2 separate regions of the Gossypium arboreum genome follow, and region 2 is linked to region 1. The links are chromatin contacts, called in public Hi-C maps. All regions are on one chromosome and are shown on one strand. Each heading gives the region's core, a stretch centred on a gene start, on an enhancer-like site or on the middle of the called end of the contact. The rest is flanking DNA. Distances are from core to core; before and after follow the strand shown. Region 1 has its middle 11 kb from the start of LOC108460929. Region 2 holds the start of LOC108458110 (zinc finger CCCH domain-containing protein 32-like).

The links. A called contact is a pair of places that touch in the nucleus more often than the background predicts.
Region 2: a contact with region 1 is called in a Hi-C map of leaf, with 2.7 times the contacts expected there. The contact joins the promoter of LOC108458110 here to the enhancer-like site in region 1. A contact is called at or near these places in 2 of 5 Hi-C or Micro-C datasets (both in leaf).

Annotation. Positions count from the first base shown.
Region 1 is chr8:125,482,706-125,486,308 of ASM2569848v2, forward strand. No RefSeq gene overlaps it. Among protein-coding and RNA genes, the nearest start is that of LOC108460929, 11 kb to the left of the region's middle. Within about 2 kb of position 1,691, at least 1 of the 2 cell types and tissues checked has an H3K27ac peak or open chromatin away from gene starts, as enhancers often do. A contact at or near this core is called in leaf, where this site is marked.
Region 2 is chr8:125,570,632-125,574,325 of ASM2569848v2, forward strand. LOC108458110 (zinc finger CCCH domain-containing protein 32-like) reads left to right here and starts at 1,999. Exons shown (of 8, transcript XM_053031514.1): 1 at 1,999-2,135; 2 at 2,210-2,336; 3 at 2,485-2,627; 4 at 3,421-3,483; 5 at 3,617-3,694. The coding sequence starts at 2,240.

The DNA.
Region 1 (3,603 bases), core at 441-2,940:
GACTTCTGGATAAATGCAGCTCGTATCCGCCAATTGCAGTCTTCCGTCGACCTCCAACACTCTCCAATGTATAATGTCGGTTTAGACGTTACAACTTTATAGTCTACTGATATATTCATGCTATACTGCTTAATGGAAAAAACACATTCTTCCTTACTTTCGAATTTTTGACCCACGAACAACTCCTCAGGATCAGAATATACAGCTATCCGGTGAGCAGGTAGTATTTCAGGGTGCTCCGGAAACTCAACTGCGTGCGTCGCATCGGGGTCTATCTGAGACATGTGTATCCCAGGATTATTGTGTATCGCAATATGACGAATCTGGTTCCCAAATGAAGACGCGTTAACGTTTCTATCATCATTCACGCCTTCGTCGTCAATATCATCTGGGACCTCGTCTACATCGGGATCACTCTCACTATCGACTTCGTGATCAGAAGGATCACTACTATGGCATATATCATCACCAACCACATCAGTCTCGGGTGCATCATTAAGATCAATGTCGATCCCGTGTATAGTTGATTGGCTATCAACGTACGATATCGGAACCACCATACACGGCTCTTGAGCTCTATCTTCTTCACCTAATGAAGTGGGATCTTTAGTTGCCTATATACCAGCTAACTCAGCAAATAACTGAATCAGTGCATTTTGGTTGCTTCGAGTCCCACAATAAAGAGTGACCATTGTCTCCACGTCTTCATCGTCTACGACTTCCATTTCGGTGAATTTTATGGGATCCGTCGAAACTGGAAACTTGTAGAAAAGTTTCGACATCCTTCTCCCACAACGTTTATAAATTTTTTCACTAATTTTTTCCTTCATATCATCAAACGATATATTTTTACTAAATCTCATTGCTACTTGTTTGCGACATTCAAATATACATCCCACGGTTGTTGTCAAAATTTCTCCATAAAAAATAAACACATACGAAAAATTGATTCTCCATCTTCAATACTAGATCTGTTAAAAATTTTTCAAAATTTTCAAAACAGTTTCGAATAGAAAAAAAAAATACATAAAATTTTTAATGCAAATATTTTCATTCATAAGCTAACAAAATTAATAACCTAACAAAATAACTTTCAAATAATAAAATTACTAACAAAACTTTACATTCTATTTACAAAAAAAAAATACTAAAATACCTTATCCTCCTCCTTGTTTTCTTCTCCTTTCTTTTTTTTCTTCTCCCTATCTTCTTCTTTACGTTCAACTTGCTATGCTAAATTTTGTTAATATGTTCATTTGATTTTCGGGAGTATATATAGGGGAAAAGTTAAGCATGTGTGGGCCCCACCACAACCATTTGCGCCTCTGAGGTAGGCACATTCATTTGCGCCTCTGAGAAAGGCTCGATTAGTCGCGCCTCTCAAGTAGGCGCAACCTGTATTCGTATTTATACGCGGGTCATACTAACCCAAAAATAAAAAAAATAGTATTTTATTTAAAAAAACAAAAAAAAATTAATATAAAATAATCATTTGCGCCTGTCAGATAGGCGCGAATGAAAAAAACACCCCATTATTCGTATATAATTGGGCTGACAACCTATTTTGATAAATAATTTTTTTAAAATTTATTTTAGTAAAAAACCCGAGAAATGGGGAAGTTGAGGCAGCCATGACGTAGATGTCTGGTTCTGTTCCAGTTGGATGAGATTCTTTGGAGAACGCAAATCGATGGAAACCTGTTTCCTTCTTGCAAGTTGGACCGATATCGTTCGAGTCGTTGACGCCATTTATTAAGCCGTTTCAATGAAACGTCAAGCTTTAAAGTTAAAAGTTTGGTCCACACTCATAAGCCCGGCTAATTAGCCCAATTATTCCCAATAAATGTTGGGTTAGAAAGCCCGTCCTCAACTTTGGACCGAAGCCTAAAGCTGTTTATGGATGTTCAAAGTAACTTTGTCCACTTGCTAATGTCACGTGAGCAAACTGTGCGCGAAAAATTCAGTTCTAAATTACTTATGTTAGAATTTAAAAAAAGCTCAGGTTAACTATAATTAAAGTGATTAAATTATTAGTAAATTTATGTTTTGATTATTTAACTTAAAAAATTATAAAATGATTATTGAACTATTTAAAATTTTTCATTTAAATTACTGAACTGTTAAAATTATTGTTGTATAACGCTCTTTGTTTGCACTGCACCTACCCAAAGTCCTCATTTTCCTTCTCTTTTACAATTTAGATTTTTTTTCCTATAAATAGCTTTGAACATCACGTATCTGCGAATAAAAATCTAAACAACTTTATTCTTCGATCTTCGACATTAATCGTTAAATTGATTTAGATCTAGGGTTTTTTTTTTACTCATCGATGGGTATTGATCTATCGTACCAATCGTCGAATTATCACTTAAAGCTAGCTAGCCAAATTTTTTTATTAAAAAAAAACCTTAACAACCTAATGACTTAAGTAAAAACACCCGAATAGTTCAATGATTTAAGTGAAAACTTTTAAATAGTTTAGTAACCATTCTGTAACTTTTTAAGTTAAGTGACAAAAACATAAACTTGCTAATTAATAATTTAGTAACCTTGGATGTAGTTTACCCAAAAAAATTTCTAAGGAATTTAAACTAAAAGGCTACTAAGGTTTAAAAAAAAGTTAAACATTTGAGAAAAGTTAGAATAAATGCTTTTAGGTGCATTTGGTTCGCCGAATATTAGATTACATTTCGTAGTAGGATTATGAGAACATAGATTATAGGTGGAATATAAGATTACGTAAACGTAAATTTTACTAAATTGTCTTTGTTATAAAAATTTTCTTTTAAAATTGAACATTTTTAGTTTTAAATTTTTCATAAAATTATAATAACTTAATAAATTCATTTTTATTACATCTTGATTTTATTATATGAATTCAATTGAAGAACTATTATATCTAATTATGATAGTTCATTATACGGTTTATACTTGTTTATTTTAGGAATTTGATTTGCTTTTAATAAGAAAAGAAAAGTGGAACTAAAATTCATAATATAAATTGGGTTTTTAAGCAATTTGAGTTTTTTTCAATTGTTAATGTTTGTGTTTTGTTTGATAATGTAAGCTATTATAGCCGTATTTGTAAATTTTTATACAAGAAAAGAATGGGGCTTTTATTTCTTGAAAAAAATCACCATACAAAAGATTAATCAGACAATTCATAAAAGAAAAAGATTAATCAAACAAATTCAAGTTCGAGGTTTAGCCTAACATCAAAATTTAAAATTTATAAAAAAAATCATTTTCCTAGAGCATTCAACAAACAAATTTTTTTGTTTAAAAAATAATAATAACAAACCTCTAACAATCAATGCAATAAACCACAAAGTAGTATGAAGACGAAGGATAATTTTGTTTTAAATTGTAGATTCTGTTCAAAATATTAGATAACCTAAGAAAGAGGTCGTAATGATATTACATCCTATATTACGACAACTCGACACTGTTTAGGAATTTGAGATTATGGAATGGCCAAAATGTTAAGAATCCAAACACTATAATATCATTTCGGAATGTAACATTACATGTTGTAATGTAAGATTCAATCAATCAGATGCCTTCTTAGCGTATTTGATTACCAAATGATGTACGATAAACGTG
Region 2 (3,694 bases), core at 749-3,248, 88 kb after region 1:
GCTTTTGCCTCTAAGCCCCTGTAACCCGAGATTCTTAGGATAAAAAAAATCCCTTTTTACCCGCCCCATGCCCTATATAAATGCATATTCCCATCCCTTTAATTTAGTAAACAATTTTTTTCTTTTTTCTTGTGTGTTGGTTTTTTCAAGGTTTAAAGATTTATTTCTCTCTAGCTTTGAGAGAGACATAGTCATAATTTTAAGTTGTGTTTGAGTTCATAGTGATATCATGGAGCTCGGCGACGTACTAATTTCACCTGCTATATGAGTATGGCACCATCACTTGAAAAAATTGGGATCGCTTTGCAACTTAAAGTCCAAGTTGGTAGTGGTTATACCATATCGGGTTGAAGTGTAACTAGGGCTTCATGTTTACAAAGGTTATGCTATTAAAGGATGGAGTATAACTAGGGCCCTAGTTGACGGTGGTTATGTGTGCATGACAACCAATTTCTCCTCGTCAGATGAGCATGCTTTATAAAACCCACACAGAAGTGCGAAGAAGAAAAACAGAGGGGCTTTCCAATATAATCAAGTATTCGTGCTGTCTATATCCACCAAAGACAATGACCCTGTTAGTAAAACTTATTACACCCTAAATATGTTACATGTTATAATAACGAAATCACTGCCTTTGGTGGACATGGATAAAATGAAATACTTGATTATACTAAAAGACTACTGTGTTTTTCTTCTTCGTACTTCTATTTGGGTTTTATAAACCATTCTCTTTTGACGAGGAAAAATTGGTTGTCATGCCCACATAACAACTTTCAACTGGTGCTTTATTTATGATCCATCCTTTTATAGCATAACCTTTGTAAACTTAAAGCCCTAGTTACACTTCAACCCCAGACCGTATAATCACCGTCAACTGGGACCTTAAGTTGCAACACGATCCGACTTCCCGGGTGATAGCTTTTTACTCATATGGAAGATGAAAATTATAGGTCACCCAACTCCACAGTACCACTTTAAATTTAAACATTCTTTAAAATTATGACCATGTCTATCCCAAACATGGATCAAAATAAATCTACAAACTTCTAATTTTCAACTGCAAGAAAAAAGAGAGGAAAAAAAATAATTTTTGGGAAAGTGACAACGCGTCATAGAGGACTCGTTTTCTTTGTCTCTCCAAAAATAGTATAAATCAACAAATTTGTAGAATTTCAGCATAGTTTCTTAAATAATTTTTTTAACATATTCTTATAAATTAACCTATAATAGTGATGTGTCGTTAATTTATTTTTAAAAAAAAATAAAGCACATGACTAATTAATTTTGCTAGTATAATAAAAAGATCCATTAGAATAATAATATTAAAAATAATATGCATAAAAAAACTTAAATACAAAATTAATACTCAAATTATATCGTTTTTCTCATGTTGGTATTTAATTTTTTAATGAAAGTAGTATTTTAACTATCAATTTCATTTCATTTGACCCAAAATGCGATATCATCTAATAAGAACAAGACACCTTGCGTATTTTCATGCATGCCATACACTTATTGGGTAAAATGAGATGAAATTAATAATTTAGTAGCACTTTTGACAAAAAAAAAGTACCTAAATGAGAAAAACGTAATAATTTAAGGGTCAATTTTATAGTTAAGCTAAAAATAGGTTAAAATATATTCCAAATCTTCGTACTTAATTTAGTCTTACTTTTATTCCTAAGGATGTAGTCCTATTTTTAAAATTTAAATTTTAAGTCCAATTATTAATTATATTAAAATGTTTATATTAATTTCATTGGTTCGACATTTTGCAATAAAAAATCACTTGATAAACATGTAATAAAAATAAAATATAATCGTATTAACAAATAAAATTGTATTTTTAAAAATAAAAGTAAAGGACTAAATTTCAAATATAGAAAAAGTAGAGGAATTTGAAACATATTTTAACCAACAAAAAATAAATACTATACTTGGACAAAAAGTTGTAATCATACGATACTACTATAAAAAGGCGCCGAACCTATACCGTACAGTATTTGAGAGAGAAAAAGAGAGCGAATAAACAAAGCTCAATTGAAGTGGAAGAATCTCTCTCTCTCTCTCTCTCTCTCTCCTTCCTCCTTATTTTTTTCTTTAGCAAAGTTCCACTCTCGATCGAGCTCTCTCCGGTCAGTCTAGAACATTCTCAGATTCTCCGTATTCATTTATTTTCTTGTAAAGTCGGTAAGATACTACTGTACAGAATCCCCCAACAGGACGGAAACCAGTTTTGATGGAGTTGTACGGTCAAAACCCGGCACGGAATGGATCTTTTTCGGGTCATCAGCTCGAATGGATTCCCGCTGGTCCCGAAACTGGCGGCCTTGAAGGTACTTTTTCTTTTCAATATTTTTTTTCCTGTTTTCTTCACACATTGTAACGACGTCACTTACTGTTTGGAGTTTTAGGTTTTTCTTTTTTATATAATGTGGAGAGTGAGTTACAGTTTTCCTTAGTATTTTCTTTGGTATAATGCAGAATCCATGTGGCAGTTATCGTTGAGGGGCACCGAATCGTACCCGGAACGGCCCGGAGTACCTGACTGTGTTTACTATATGCGAACTGGGTTCTGTGGATACGGTAATAGGTGCCGTTATAATCATCCTCGTAACCGTGCCGCGGTAAATTTCTCCTTATCATTTTCTTCGAAAAGTGGGGCTTTATTTTGTTAGCTATGTTTGATTCTGCATTTAACTGATATTGGTTGATTAATGTGAAATGGAATAAACAATATATATTTATGTTGTCGGATTACACTGTTAATGGTGACAGTGGAGGTGTAAGTAAATGAACTTACTTTACTTTCAAGATCAACAATGGATGTGCAAAATGCACTAGGTAGTAGGAGCATGTATCATGGTACATTTTGATGCTTTAATAATAGTAGCAGTAATTGAAGCATATATTTGTTTCTTCTAGCTCTTAGGAGCTCTGATGAGCATGATTCGTAGTGCAATATTTACCTCCAAATAGAAACTGGACCTGCAATTTAGAAGTTTGCTTGACATCCTATGTTCTGGATCTCTGATTTAAATGGCTTTAACTTAAGTCTATGTCTATTTCTTCAGCATCTTTCCAAACACTGTAATTTGACTGTAATTTGGTTGGCCTGTCTTACACTCTAATTCATGCCAAACTTTTTTATTTTGGTATAATCGATACATGGTCTTTGTTTCCAAAAATTTTGTTTAATTTGTGGGCAAGTGAAGCAAATAACGGGAGATTTTACCATGGAATTGTGCTTCATTGGACTCATGTCAAGTTAAAAGTTATAGATAGGATGGTGTAAGAGAATTTAAAGCTTACTTAGGTCTTCTCATTATTTGTGGTTTAGAACTGAGATAAGATTTTTCCTGTACTATGGCTTAAGCCTCTTTTGAGTGTTCAGTCATTCTTGGTTATGATGCCATTTAGGTTGAGGCTGCTGTAAGAGCTACAGGGGAGTACCCTGAACGACCTGGGGAACCTGCATGTCAGGTAAAGGAATAATTTCATTCTATGTGATAATGCAAAATTGTTTTTATCTATCCCTTTTGCTAATTAATGCCAGAATGATAATTTTTTCTCTTCTTTAAGTTGCCCATTTTTTAATTCTTTTTGACGCATGCAGTTTTATTTAAAAACTGGAACCTGTAAATTTGGTGCCTCCTGTAAATTCCACCATCCAAAACACCGAGGTGGATCCTTT